Linked DNA regions of Rattus norvegicus: region 2 is linked to region 1. A link is a contact called in public Hi-C data. All regions are on one chromosome and are shown on one strand. The core of a region is the stretch at or near the end of the contact, and the rest is flanking DNA. Distances in the headings are between cores, read along the strand shown.

What was found. A called contact is a pair of places that touch in the nucleus more often than the background predicts.
Region 2: a contact with region 1 is called in a Hi-C map of psoas muscle, with 2.3 times the contacts expected there. The contact joins two enhancer-like sites. A contact is called at or near these places in 3 of 12 Hi-C or Micro-C datasets (kidney, liver and psoas muscle).

Annotation. Positions count from the first base shown.
Region 1 is chr15:85,034,178-85,041,083 of GRCr8, forward strand. All of the region lies in intron 1 of Lmo7 (LIM domain 7), which reads left to right. Among named protein-coding and RNA genes, the nearest start is that of Lmo7, 56 kb to the left of the region's middle. Within about 2 kb of position 2,979, at least 15 of the 93 cell types and tissues checked have an H3K27ac peak or open chromatin away from gene starts, as enhancers often do.
Region 2 is chr15:85,148,386-85,155,289 of GRCr8, forward strand. It overlaps Lmo7 (LIM domain 7), which reads left to right. Exons shown (of 31, transcript NM_001001515.2): 15 at 1,387-1,695. Among named protein-coding and RNA genes, the nearest start is that of Lmo7, 170 kb to the left of the region's middle. Within about 2 kb of position 3,811, at least 11 of the 93 cell types and tissues checked have an H3K27ac peak or open chromatin away from gene starts, as enhancers often do.

The sequences.
Region 1 (6,906 bases), core at 1,729-4,228:
CTCAGGGAGGTAACTGTAGCTGCAGTGTGGAGGGCAATGGCCGCATTGTGTCCAGAAACCACTGCTATGTAGTACCCTGCTTCAGCCTGACTCTAATGGCTATCTTCAGCTTTGTTTTGGGGAACAGGGTTTTGCTAAATCAATCAGGCTAGCTTTGAAGTCATTGTCCTTAGCCTCCCAAGTGCTTGGTTTACAGGTATGTGTCACTATGCTTCACTTAGACTAGGTCTTGAAGGACCGTGGTTGCCCGTGTCTTATAGATGCGCTCACCAGAGTCCTGGTGTTTGGAGAGGCCATTGGAGGTATGTTTTGGAGACTCATTTTGGGACTCTGACTCCTTCCTTTACGTCCTTTGCTTCATGACTGTGAGGGGAGTAATCTGACCACAGTGTAGGCCGCTCCCATTGCTGCCTTACCACACAGCAAACAATTAGGGCTAGACCATCTAAAAATGAAAATCCAAGTGAGCCTTTCCTTATGTTACGTAAATTCATCTCTAGTATTTCACCATAGTGATGAAACACCGAGCAGCATCTCATTTGGCTTATAAAAGTTAGAGTCCACAGGACCCTGTGTATGTTCTTGTAGAACTCCATCTGCCCATTTTGAGGATCGCCAGTGGGTTGTTTGTTATGGCGGCTTTCCTTAATTCTTCTCGTCGTGACGCTGGGCAGTCAGGATCATTTAGTGAGTGTGGTTATAATGATGGAGTCAGGTGGGTGCTTAACTAATTATCTTTTTTCTTTTTTTTCTTTTTCTTTCTTTTTTTCTTTCTTTCTTTTTTTTTTTTTTTTTTTTTTTTGTATTGGAACTAATACAGGACCCCACAGCATTACCTTAGGGTCCAACAGCGTAATATTCACATTCATTATATAAACTATCATGATTTTCACCTCTTACAGGTTTTGACTCAACAGCTTTTCAGACTCGCTGTATTGTACAGGCGAGTAAATAAAGAAGGACACTCTTAGGCTTTGTGTAGCCCTGACGTTTGTGCTATTTTTAGGCTATCTCTGGACTCTAGGCTTTCATCATGAAGCTATTAGGAAATTCATCAAACTTTCATATCACCTGCACGGGGCTCCATTGTCTGTGGCTGCCATCTGCTCCTCTTGGGGCTGGGTGATGATTATTTCATGGTGCTCCTACAACCCTCCTGTCTTCGCTGCCCTCCCGCCTCTCCAGCTTTTAAGTCCTTTTCTCTGTTCTCGGTTCCCGTGTAGGAGAATTATCGCTGTTTCCTGAGAGGGAGGGAAACCTTAGTGAACATTGCCTTTGCTCCCTCTCAGACCATGGCCGGATTTTTTTTTTTCCCCTGTCTCCGTCTCTCTCTGTCTTTGTCTCTCTTTTCTTAAATGGTTTTGCCTGTGCCAAATTTAAATCTTCAGAACTTAAGATTTAAAAATGAATCATAACTACTCGTTGTGCGTCCTGTTGGGTGCAGGAAGATCACCAGACATCTTTGGGCGACATTCCCGACTTCAGTAACCTTTTGGTCTGGGATAGAAAAGAATGGTCTTAAGAAACGGTGAATTAAAGCTAAATGGTATTATAATTACCCAGCGGGTGGTTTAGTAACTTGGTGTCCCATAGATGTTGGGAGGAAAGGATCGCAGTGTTTGGGGAGGCCTTGGAGAGATGCCATTTAAATTTTGGAAACGGAGGAGGGAAAGAAAGAACTAGGTTTGGGTGGAATCGAGTTTTTCATATATGGGGGCTGAGAGGTGAGGAGCCTGAGTGTATTGGTTGATGTGACTTTCGGAAAGCCAAAGCAAGATGGCTATTTTTAAGGAGTGCAAAGTCGATTTTGAAATGTATCCAAGAGTCAGAAATGAAGGGTGAGCCATCCATCCATCCGTCAGAGGAGACTGGATTCATATCTGTGCTGGAAGCCGACTAGAACCTGTGTGGTTGGGGTATGTGGATCTGGAGCGATGAGGAAGGACAAAGACTCTGAGATTTGAGTTTGGGCAGTGCAGAAAACGTAAATCCCAGGATTTCCACAGAAAGTGAGGTGTGCTTGGCTCTCAGAGGGCTGTTCCCCCAGTTGTATTGGAGGTGAGGAGTGGGGCAAGATTCTTCTAGATGACGTACTCCTCTGGGAGAGTAAAGTTGAGGCAGGATGGCCTCCAAGGACCGGCCAGAGCTACATGTCTAAAACAATTTGCTGCTTGCAGTTTGCCACCGTGAGAAAACATTTGTAAGGCGGGCGAGCCCCAGAGTTTGAAGCAAGGAAGTGGTTCACAGCCCAGGTGAAGCAAATCTTCCTTTGGAGCCTTCACGATTAACCCATGCGCTCCCGCTTCCTAAACAGTCCAATCCTGCCACAGGCTCTGCTCAGTTTGGATACTTAGTCATGCAAGGACCTATACTGCCTGCCACGTGGTAACCCTGGGCCAGGGAAGCAGATCTCTGTGTTAGCCATGCTCCTGAGCCCCAGCTCACAAGCTGGGGGAGGGAAATCGTTAAGAGGACTGAGGAGATTCTCAGAAGTCTTAAGAATGAGTACGAGTTTGACATCTGAACACTTTTTATGTCAGGATTTCTTTCTGTAAAAATGCATATACATTTCTAGTATTGAGGATGGAAGCCAGGCTTTCAACTATGCTAGGACAGTGTTGTAGCACTGAACTACGTGTCCAGTTACTCTTAATATTACTTCAACTATACTAAGTTGTTCCACGGAGGATCCCGAATCTACAGGTAAACTGATTCTATAATATACAAACGTTTACATACAAAGCGTCAAAAATCTATCCGAGTGGTCCAACAATGGTTCTGTGGGAACACAATGAAGGCTACACTTTTGTGGCATTATAAAAATATTTCCCACTTTCACCCAATACCACCTTAGATTGCGTTTTAAACCTCAACATGAGCTGTTTTGTTGAAATACTTTTTAATAATGTGCCTGGATCTGGTCATTAACATTTTAGACTCCTGCAGTACTGAGAATGTGCCAGACAGTGGCAGCAGAGAGCAGAGACGGATTTCAGGCTTAGTTTCGTTTGCCTCCATAGAGGTGACGGTTGGTGCAAATTTGTTCTCTCATAAGGAAGCCCGAGGTACCTGTTCAAAATCAAACACATACCGGCGGGATCCGGCCTTCATGGCAGGTCCTAAGTCCTTCTCATCCAAACAGTTCTTCTCAGAGTCAGGTCTCAGTGACACCCTGAGTCAGAGAATTTCTGGGCCAGCCCAAGTTGTTTGAATCAGAATTTTCCAGAGAAAGGCCTAGGGATTAGGTTATGTTTCACTAGCTCCATAGGCAGCTAATCTTAGACTCAGTTAGAGTTATTCTATGGAATGAATATCGTGTCTATGAGGTGGTGTTCACAAACCAGGCAAGGAGGCAAAAGGGCAGCGAGAACATTCCCCCCCCACCCCCCCATGGCTCAGGGTCAGTCACTCTTGGTTGTGAGGTAATGCTGTCCAGATACTGTTCTCTGTTTTCAAAGGGAAGCCATTACTGCACCAACATTGCTAAGGGAGGTCCTTGGGTTGCCCCAAGAAGGATTCCTAAGGTCATCAGTATTTGGGGGAGGAAACCCAATTAGTTAATTTCTATGGGTCTATAATGTATGTGGTATGTTATATGTCTTAAGCTCCAAAATGGTATTTAAGAATTATTCTCTAAGTTTTAAACAAATCACTCCAGTAAGTACAAATGAAACTAGTTCTTGGTCGAGCATATTTTAGATGAGTAAGTTAAACTTTTGAGGTAAACCGCAAATGTGATTGAGACCTCCGAAGGCTCGGAAAGAGTCTAAGGAGAAGAACTCACCATGTAAGTTGCCTGAGGAAGGGATTTCTTAACAGTTCTGTTGTTGGAAGCGTGGCTCACTGCAGAAGACAGCTAATGGGCGTCTGTACACCCAAGTGCTGGGGCCCTATTTGTTAATGCTCTTAGGTGTGTTTTAGGTTTCATGTGTTGAAAACACATGAAGTAAGTAAGGAAAAAAGATAATAAATGGGCCGAGGAGATCTTAATTCTGTGGAATTGTCACTCACAATGCCAAGGACACACAGTGACCTTTTTTGTCTGGCGTCTTTCCTTCTACCTGTTTCCAAGAGTCATCTGAGTGATGTTTCGCTATATGGTTTTCATTGTAGTCAGTTTATTCATTCACTGGTTGATAAACTTTTGGGTTACACCCACTTCTTATGCTTGCCATGAGCGATGCTCCGTAAATATAAATGTTTGTGCCAGAGAGTTCATGCAGAGAAAAGGTTTTCATTTTCTCTGAGTTCAAAGTGGGCACAGAATTGTAACCTTGTCTTTGCCTCCTGGGAATTCATTCATTGCTGAGTTGGTTGTTGGAAGCTTGACAAGCAGATTTCTGAGGAACTGCATCGCTGTCGATTAGCACCACAGACAGACTTAGGAGTAGACCTCCGAGGAGAATCGTGAGCAGACATGCTTATGTCACAGACATACGAACTCTGTCTCTCAATGCCAAGCTTACACCGAAGTCACCGAAGGGTAGAACCTCAATTCGAAGTCCATGTAGGACTCTTCAACCTGTAACTGTGATGTAGACACACCATTTCTGAAAAGGAATGTTTCCCACAGTGATGACTCTCACGGGAATTCACGGGGAGGTGAGGCACGTCCTTGTTGAGACTTGTCCTTGTGTGTGAGACATTTCTGCACAAAACAGCAGCATCTTTTGACTCCCAAAAGCCCGTGATTATATTAAGCATTATAACTATACTTAAAATATTCTGATAATGGATCTTCACATCCACTTACGACGTGTAGACCTGCTACTTAAAAACTCGTTGATCTGGGAAAAATAACTCCTGCACTAGTCAGGGCTTTGGGGAGACTTTTTCTCGACTTTTTTTTTTGGTTCTTTTTTTCCGGAGCTGGGGACCGAACCCAGGGCCTTGCGCTTCCCAGGTAAGTGCTCTACCACTGAGCTAAATCCCCAGCCCCTTTTCTCGACTTTTTGAATACTTTCTGTACCACTTGCTACAGGTTAAATTCGAGTATGGACCTACGTTTGGAGACAATTTATTCTTTAGACGTAGTAACGTAGAACTAGAATGTGTGAAAAGAGCACCTTTGGGGAGTTGGATGTTTTCAGAGACCTTAACTTGCGTCTAAACAGGGCTCATGTAGTCTTGGCTTTTGTGCCTACTGTCAGCACTGAAGGGAATCTTCCTTTCTTCTCATAGTTTTACTTAGTTCTTCCCACTTGTGTTTACCTCTGGGCTCCATTGCTACAGTCACTTAGAGAGATTAGCTTAGACTATAAGATTAAAGTGGGTTATGGCACTTGGGGTGTAACTTGTCCTCCGTCAGAAATTACTTTGCTTCTTTGCGCAAGGCGTTTAGCCCAGCTGGCATTCAGCTTCATAATGGCTGAATGAGAACCTCGAGGGTTTAGACTCTTTATTTCAGATTTTGCTATCTCTTTCCCTGTGTGGGCCCCTGGGTCTGGGGAGCTTACACCGGGAGGTGCGATTACCACACCCAGTCTTAGAGGAAGGTCTCGAAGAGGGCAAGTGGCCTTGGAAACATTTCTAGACTTGTGACCACCATGAAACTCTGGAATCTGTTTAGAATTGGTGATCTGTGCCGTTCCGATGACCACAGACTTGGAAGACTTGGGAGTTGGCTTTGGTTTTGCTATCAGATGATATTAGTGTTGGCAAAAAATAGTTCTGGTGTATTCCAGAATATTATGTAGCACGATGCCAGAGCTTCATAGAGGCTAGCGATTGGGGAGCCGTGGCCCTCAGAGCCTTGTTATTTGCTGAATATACACTCTCAGTTCACCAGTTCACATGCTGCAATTCAGAGGTTTAACCACAGATTGCAGAGATGGCCTCGCCTTAAAATACCGTTTTTTGCCCACACACTTCAAAACAGGGTTAGACTCTTAAAGGGGAAATGAAGACAGCTTATTTTTTTTTTAATTAACTTTTCAGCAAATGGACAAAATAATTTATTTAGACAGTTTAACTGGGAAGCTAAAGTCTAGTCTGAGTTCAGGGGAATTTTCCAATAACAGGTCTATCGTGTATGAGCTCTTGTTTAAAGGGTTATTCCCACCTATAGGGGTGTATCACTAGAGTGCCTTGCTGTGGTGAGACACCATGCCAAAACTAAGTTATGAAGGAATGGGTTTATTCTGCTTATACCTCAAGGCAAGTCTGCCACTGAGGGAAGTGAGAACAGTTACTGAATGGGGAGAGGACCTGGAAGCAGGAGCTGATGCAGAGGCCATGAAGGAGTGCTGCTTATGGGCTTACTCCCATGGCTTGCTCAGACTGCTTTCTTAAAGAACCCCCAAGACCACCATCCCAGGGGTGTCCCCACCCACAGTGGGATGGATTCTCCCAGTGATCACTAATTAAATGAAATGCTTCCTAGGCTTGACTCCCTGTAGCCTGATCTTCCAGAGGCATTTTTTTCAGTTAAGGTCTCCTTCTCTCAGATGGCTTCTCTCAGATGTCAAGTTGACCTAACACAAGCCGGGACACTAGAGTGAAATGTTTTCACAGACCTTGGTTTTTATTCCTGAGCAGCTGGCAAGATTTGTTTCTCCCCTGTCTAAGTTGGTGTTGTGAGTAACCCGAGCATAGGAATCAAAGCTGTGTCTTTCTCCAAAACCCTAGTCACCTCTTCCCCTGGAGATCCTCTTCATGTAACCGTTTATCTTCTTGCCTGTATGTGGTCCTAGGATGAGCAATTGGGTTTCCTATGTGCACTGAGCATGCACAGGTCAGCTGTATCTTACTTAGCCAGTCAGAAGCTGACTGATATAAAGCGTGTGGTAGGGACTGGGGTGCGTGAGGCATAGGAGGTAGGCTCCTCTGTGCACTTGGAGGTCATCAGATTTGATGTTCAAAGCTTACTGACCCAAGTCTCAACTTGAATCTATAACTCACTTTTCT
Region 2 (6,904 bases), core at 2,561-5,060, 120 kb after region 1:
GGGCGATTAGACTTTAAAGAACAGATAAGATAGGTTTTGAGGTGGAACATTTATTTTTTTCCTTATCATATTTTTTGCTTCTGAAGTATTAGGTTGAACATTATGAAATTGCCGGCAGTCAGCTCTGTTTGACGACCCACAAGACTGATGCTTTACTCCACTCATGTTAAATGCTCTCAGAGTTGTATATGTATGGATTTACCCTACCCTTCCTTCCTACCTTAGAACTTGATGACTGAGCATACTTTTATTATTATTTTTTTTAAAGTATGTCCATTTGTATCTCTAATGGTGTTCGGCAGGTGTGCGGCGTGTTAGAATTATGTAAATGAATCAGTGTGGTCTGAATATTTGATACTCACATTTCTGTTGGTTCTGCCTATCTGCACTTAAAATCGTGACATAGAGATGAGAAGAATTATGGCTTAAAAAAAAAAATTAGTGTTTGGGGTGAAGAAAGCCTGCCCAAATCAGCCAGGAAAATCCCTGACTGGCCTACTAAGAAAAATATAGACCTATTTGATAACATAAAATTTAAACTCATGTGGCAGGCACTATTAGCATAGGACAGTTTGCGTCACTGTTATTATTAAAATGCATTGCAAATAAAGGGGTGGAGCTCCGAGATGCAAGGCCTTTCTATAATTTGATAAGAAATGACGATAAACACTAGTAAAGGGTGTAGAAAAACAAGCTGGTGCAATTCAATGCAAAGGGATTTAATGACGCACAAAGAAACGTGCTTGAGTTTAGCATTAGGGCAAGGCAAACAACCTTTTCACTCATTGGACTTACAAATATTTTAAGTGTTGAAACTATTCTGTGTTGAGGAGGCCGGAATGCCGGCATCTTTCTACCTGCTGGGGCAGGGCTGCTGTTTTCTTAGTCAAGATGACAGACAGGTATTACATCTGTAAAACCTTTGATCCAGTGAGGCTTGTTTTTGGAGCATCTGGGCTACAAAATAAAGGCTCCACTTAAAAAGAGGTGCTCCAGTTGGTTGTAGTGCTTTTGGGGAGTGATGGATAGCTCGAAACAATTTAAGTAGATATCAAATGGATGAACGGTTGATATCCACACTCTGGGATTTCTGACAATTTGGAGAGTTAGTTTGGAGTTGTATCTTTTGACCCACAGTGATGTGAACAAATGAAATCGAGTTTTAGAGAGATCAATACATAATAATGCTTTTACTAGAACGAGTGTTTCTGTGCGGGTGCGTATTTGGTAGTGTGAAGGTACGCACTCCAAGCCTTTGACAATAGTTAGCTTGCTGTGGTAAGTGCACATTACTTGAGTGGCTTTAAAATATTAATAAGTCTGTTATAAAAACTTGACCCCTAAGGCTATCAGAATACTGAGTTTGAAATGATGTGTCCCATTTAGATGGATGATGGCTGGAAATACAATGGAGATGTTGAAGTTGTCAAGAGAGAGCAACATGATTCGGGCAGAGCCGCCGGCATGAAGCCTGACTCCAGCCACTTTATTTTGGGCTCATCTAGTGAGAAGGAGGTAGCCACAGGAGAAGATGTGGCAAGCCTGTCCTCTTTCGTACTCCCTTCTTCCTCATCTCTCTCCCACGACCAGGCAGCCTCCTCAAAAGCCACATTCTCATCAACGTCTGGCCTGGATTCAGTGTCTGACTCTGGAGAAGGGAGAAGCTCATCACTGAGGGAAGTTTCAAGGTCCCCGGTAAGTTTAGGAGGGTTCCTAGCCATGGTGACTCAGATACTTGAATATTTCAATCTGGAAACAGTTGTTTAAGCCTTTAGCTTTACAGTACAGATTGTTATTTATAATTACAGAAAAATATAGTATGGTCTATTTTTAACAGAGCGTGGGGGCAGTTGGTCCGTTCCAGCTCTTAGTTTGTAGATCCCAGACAACTTTCCTGACCTGGTAGACCAGTAGTCTCTCGGAGGGTTTGCCTGAGATTCTTATTATTTGACGTTTCTCTAGTTTCTGCTGCAGATCATTAATGTGGTGACTAAGCAAAGCCCTTCTCTGTGGAAATCAGCCAGCTGCAAAGAGAAATTGTCCCATTTAGTGGATGCTGGTCTTTAGGGACACAGCATTTTGTTATCTCGTAAATTTTTTGTGGCTTCTCATACTAATTTCTACTTCGGAATGGCTGCATTTGTGGTTACTCCGGTCCCTCAGTGGGAACAACGAGGCTTAGTTAGAGTTTGACACCTGTGATTCTGAACATTGGGGCTCCAAATAAAACATACCAGCAGATTACAAACGAATGGAATGATTGTGATTTTTCCTGTTTAAAACCCTAACGGATGGCTTTCAACAGAATTATTAGGCGATATATGTGTTTTTTCCAGTCTACACATAAAATCCACTAAAAGTCCTTGTCAAGCAAACAAAGCTTCAAAAACAAAACAAAACAAAAAAACCCCAAAAACCACACACACGCACACACCACACACCCCTAAAACTTATGTTAAGCAACTTGCTAGCTGTATAAACCCTTTTACCTGGATGCAATTTTAATCTTTGGCTTGTTTGATCCCTAAATCCTTTTTGTTTTTTTTTTTTGGATTTTTTTCATTTATGTTTGTTTTGTAGAATTTTCTTTCTTTTTTCTTTCTTTCTTTCTTTCTTTTTTTTTTATTGACTATTTTCTTTATTTACATTTCAAATGTTATCTCCTTTCTCAGTTTTCCCTCTGGAAATCCCCTATCCCATCCCCCTACCCCATCCTTCTATGAGAGTGTTCCCCCACCCTCACTCACTCCCTCCTGCCTCCCCGCCCTGGCATTCCCCTACACTGAGGCATAGAGCCTTTACCATGGTCCCTAAATCCTTATAGTCTTACTGGAACATAGTTGTTTTCCAAGGCAAAAGATAAAATGTCGCTTGAATATGTGAATAAAATAGGTTTATGGGAAAATAGTTTTACATAGCAGATATGTTTAGGTTTATTAGATTTTTAATTGTATAAGAAAATTAAAGTAAAAAAAAAAATCTCAACCTTCCTCCCTGCCTTCATGCTATGGCACTTACTTAGTATCTGAGAAATAAGAGGAATGCAAGGAAAAAATCCTTGATGAATATAGTGTTCAGAAATAACCAGTGTCAGCATTTACAAAACTCTGTTTTGTTTTCATTTGGTGATAGATATTTTCTAGTTCTTGTTGTTCAGCTGCCTTTTCCTGTACATATTTACACATATATCTCTAAGGAAAGTTTTTTTTCCAGCTTGTAAGAATTGTCAGTTATAAATTACAGATACATTTTAAAGGAATTAGGAATTTGGTCATCATTATAGCTCTCAATGGGTAAGACCTGTGTATTATACTTGGGGACCATAGGGCATCAATAGGTGATTATAAAAACAGGACGAGGTGTCTCCTGTCCTGTGGATTTGTGCATTACCTTCCCACTTCCAATGATCAAATGTAACAAAGCAGCTTGCTGAATGTGCTGCCTGTTGGATGCTGGGCCCTCCTTCAAGGTGGCAGCTGGCAAACTGTACCCATGGATTAGGAAAGAGAGGCCATGTGTGGTGTGTGTGCGTGGGTGCATCCTCTGCTCTGGCAACTGCAAGAAGTCCAGGATGAACCTGGCTTGTTCCAGGTTTCCTCACAGTGGATTTATGCTGTCGTCATTAGGTTTGAAGCCGTATTCCGGCTGTGCAGGATTTGGCTGCATTTAACTGTTGGAGCTAGTGGAATTCTTGAGCAGTGTTGTATTTCGAATGGTGACTTGCTTGTCTGTATTTGGACTATCCACTTCTGTGCTACCAGGAGCACGTCTAATGGAGCTGGCTGGCTCTAGAGAGGCTGTGCATGCACAACAGCTGTCTCGTACCATGGTCAGGCTCTTGGTACGTCACTCTGTCAAATGTGTGCCCAAGCTCTCTCTGTAACTCTAGATGTTCATAGGGAAGAAACACCTCGGTGCTTTAGTAGCTGTGGAAAACCATGTTCTTCTAGTCTTTCCCTTCACTCCCCTGTGTTTTTGCTGCTAAAAGGCCTTATACTTATGCCTCCAGGATCTCCCATTCGATGACCCTGTTTAATCTCAGTTGCCACTATTCTAATCCAGGTCCTGTCAATGCACATGGTTGGAAGTAGCCTCGGGTGTGTTGCTCTTTACCAAAGATTCAGTAATTTTGCTGTTCTAGAATCTCCTGAAGCATTCTGTTCTTTGGATGAAGTTCAGGGAACTCTGTGGAATACTGGTATTCCTCATGAATGAGTTCAGATTCCCTTTTTCATACCTCAGGATGAACATGGGCTGGTCAGGCTTCACAGGGCGTTATATGAGTAAACACTTACCACAGTCCTGGGATGTCGTCACCACCGTTTTTATCCTTACCCACAGAAAACTGAAAGCATAGATGGTCACACCACCTGTTCAAGGCCATCCATCGCACTAAGTGCTGGGGTTGGGATCAGAACTCAAGAGTTTGCTGCTGGCATTCGCCTCTGTATTTGCTGTATTCTGGCTGTGTCTCTCAGGAGCGATCTATATCCGGCTCCTGTCGGTCTGCACTTCTTTTTACCCAATTGCCTGCCTCTGACTGCATCAGGGAAAGAGAGGTGCCTAAGGAAGCTAGTTTTGTTTGGGCACACCAGATACGTTAGTCATTATTCTTCTCCAATTTGAAGGTGTTTACTCTGCTTATCTGTTCTTATTCAAGTTCTTCAAAGCCCAGGCCAAACCACCTCTTTCATGATCCCCGTACTTTATCTTCCTTGTTGGAATTGAACCAACCACCCTTGAAAGTTAAACTCACTAATTTCTTCCTTGTTGCAAATATCCTCGTCTTCCCCCTTCATAGATAGTCTTTGTGCCTTTTCAGTCAACATGCAGCTGTCAGTTAATGCTGACTTGACCTACATCAGTGCTGGTCCGAGCTACATTCAAGGCCCTGGTTGCCAGCCTCAAAGTGTGATCCTGATCGGGGAGGCGATTTCAAATGCTTTTTCCGTTCTTGAGTGTGGGGACTCTTGGGTTGACGGGTGCTTTTGGAATCCAAGTTCTGAGATGTTACATAGAAGCATTTTAAAAGCGCCAATGAGGCAGGGGATGGAAACCCATTCTGAACTGTGCTGATAGGGTAGTTTGGCTCATAAAGCGGTGAAGACAATGCCAGGGCAAGAGTTGACCATGACTGTGTTCACCTTGGCCAGTGAAACTTCCTGTTCCTCCCCGTGACTGAGCTGTAGGTTTCCCACCCCTTTTCCTTCCTCTGCCTTCTCTCTCAGAGATTTCATCATCTCCCACCCCCACCCCTACCCCCTCCTCCCCCTCCTCCCTGGGCAATTTAGGTTGCTAGGAGACCAAAGATAAGAGAAAGATTTTGATTTCCAGTACTTCCTGTCTCTTCAACTGCCTTGCCTTGCAAAGCTGGCTTTCAAGATCTCCCCTACAAGCTTGTTATTATAAGTTTCTGTTTTCCGTCCTTTCAGAGCCTCCTGCGCTCAAACACCGCCCAATTCTGCCTCCCAGAATCTCTGCCTCAGCCTTTCAAAACAATTCTTATTAGATAATAATAATAATAATAATAATAATAATAATAATACATTTGAAAGTAGGAAACTTTTTATGTGATTTTGATTCCGTTTATGGACTGACTATGGCTCAGTGGTAAGAGCATTGGCCCCACGATAAGGTTCTAAGTTCAATTCCCCAGTGCCGACAAGGAATCCCTTTAAATATCAGGGGTGATTCTTATTCTAGTTTTAATCCCATGCCTTGTTCCTTACACCTCTGACTAGAGCCAGTTTACTGTGAAGGCAAGAAGCAAACCCATGTTTCTCCTGTTAGCATGGGACTCGAATGTGTCTTGTTGGCTTTCAAACTACGATAGCATGAGTTAAATAGGATTGTTTTTTTTTTTTTTTTTTAGTTCATCTGGAAACTGCTTAATCGGCATGTGTAGTATGTTTAATGTGTTTCCAAGGGAAACAATGAAATTAAGTCTTGAGCCTCAGCCATGGCTGTTGGCACCTTTTAAATGTTTCATTTAATTAATGTCAGTGACCCTCAAAGGAGGCGATATTGTCTTGAAAAACTTGAAAGTTCAGCTATTGACATGCCCCAGGCTTCTGAAAAATGGCCCTCACTCCATTTTCTGATAAGTTAAGCAGTAATCCTGATCAGTTCCTCTCCTCTTTCTTCTTCTTCTCTACTATGGCATGGTCAAATTTTGAGGATTACCTTACATAATTAGGACATTGGCATTGACTTATTCTTTAAAAAAATTAATAGTGTGCCTGTGTCTTTCTGTGTGTGTGTGCTTGCCACAGGCCAGAAGATGGTGTAGGATCCACCAAAGCTAATTTATAAGTGACTGTAGAATACCAGACATGGGTGCTAGGAACCGAACTTGGGTCCTCTATACCAACAGCAAGATAATTATTATTATGGATATATATATATATATAGAGAGAGTGTGTGTATGTGTATGTGTGTGTGTGTGTTCATTGGTTACAGCAGCTGCAGCACAGGTGACAGCTCGTGGTGTAACAGAAGAGAAGTGTAAAATCACAGACCGTGCAACTTTACCCTTTACCACTGAACCATCTCAGCCACTTCTGATTATTTTTAACATTGCTATGCTTTTCACATTTTATAACCAATAGAGATTGAAGTATCTTCTGGCCCACAGTGATAAAGTTATCTCAAACTGGCCTTGATCTCTCAATTCTCATTCCTCAGCCTTCCAGGTATTATGGTTATAATCATCACCCTTGTGCCTGACAATGAAATCATTCTTAAAACAATTCTTTGGAGAGGTGACATATACGTATGAAACTCACCTGAACTGAACTTTTTTCAGAAATGCAGGATTTGAATTCAACCAAGCTGGCACTAGGGAGCTATTGGTAATGTCAAATTTGGGTGTGGTGTAATCAGTATGTTCTATTAGTAGATTTCT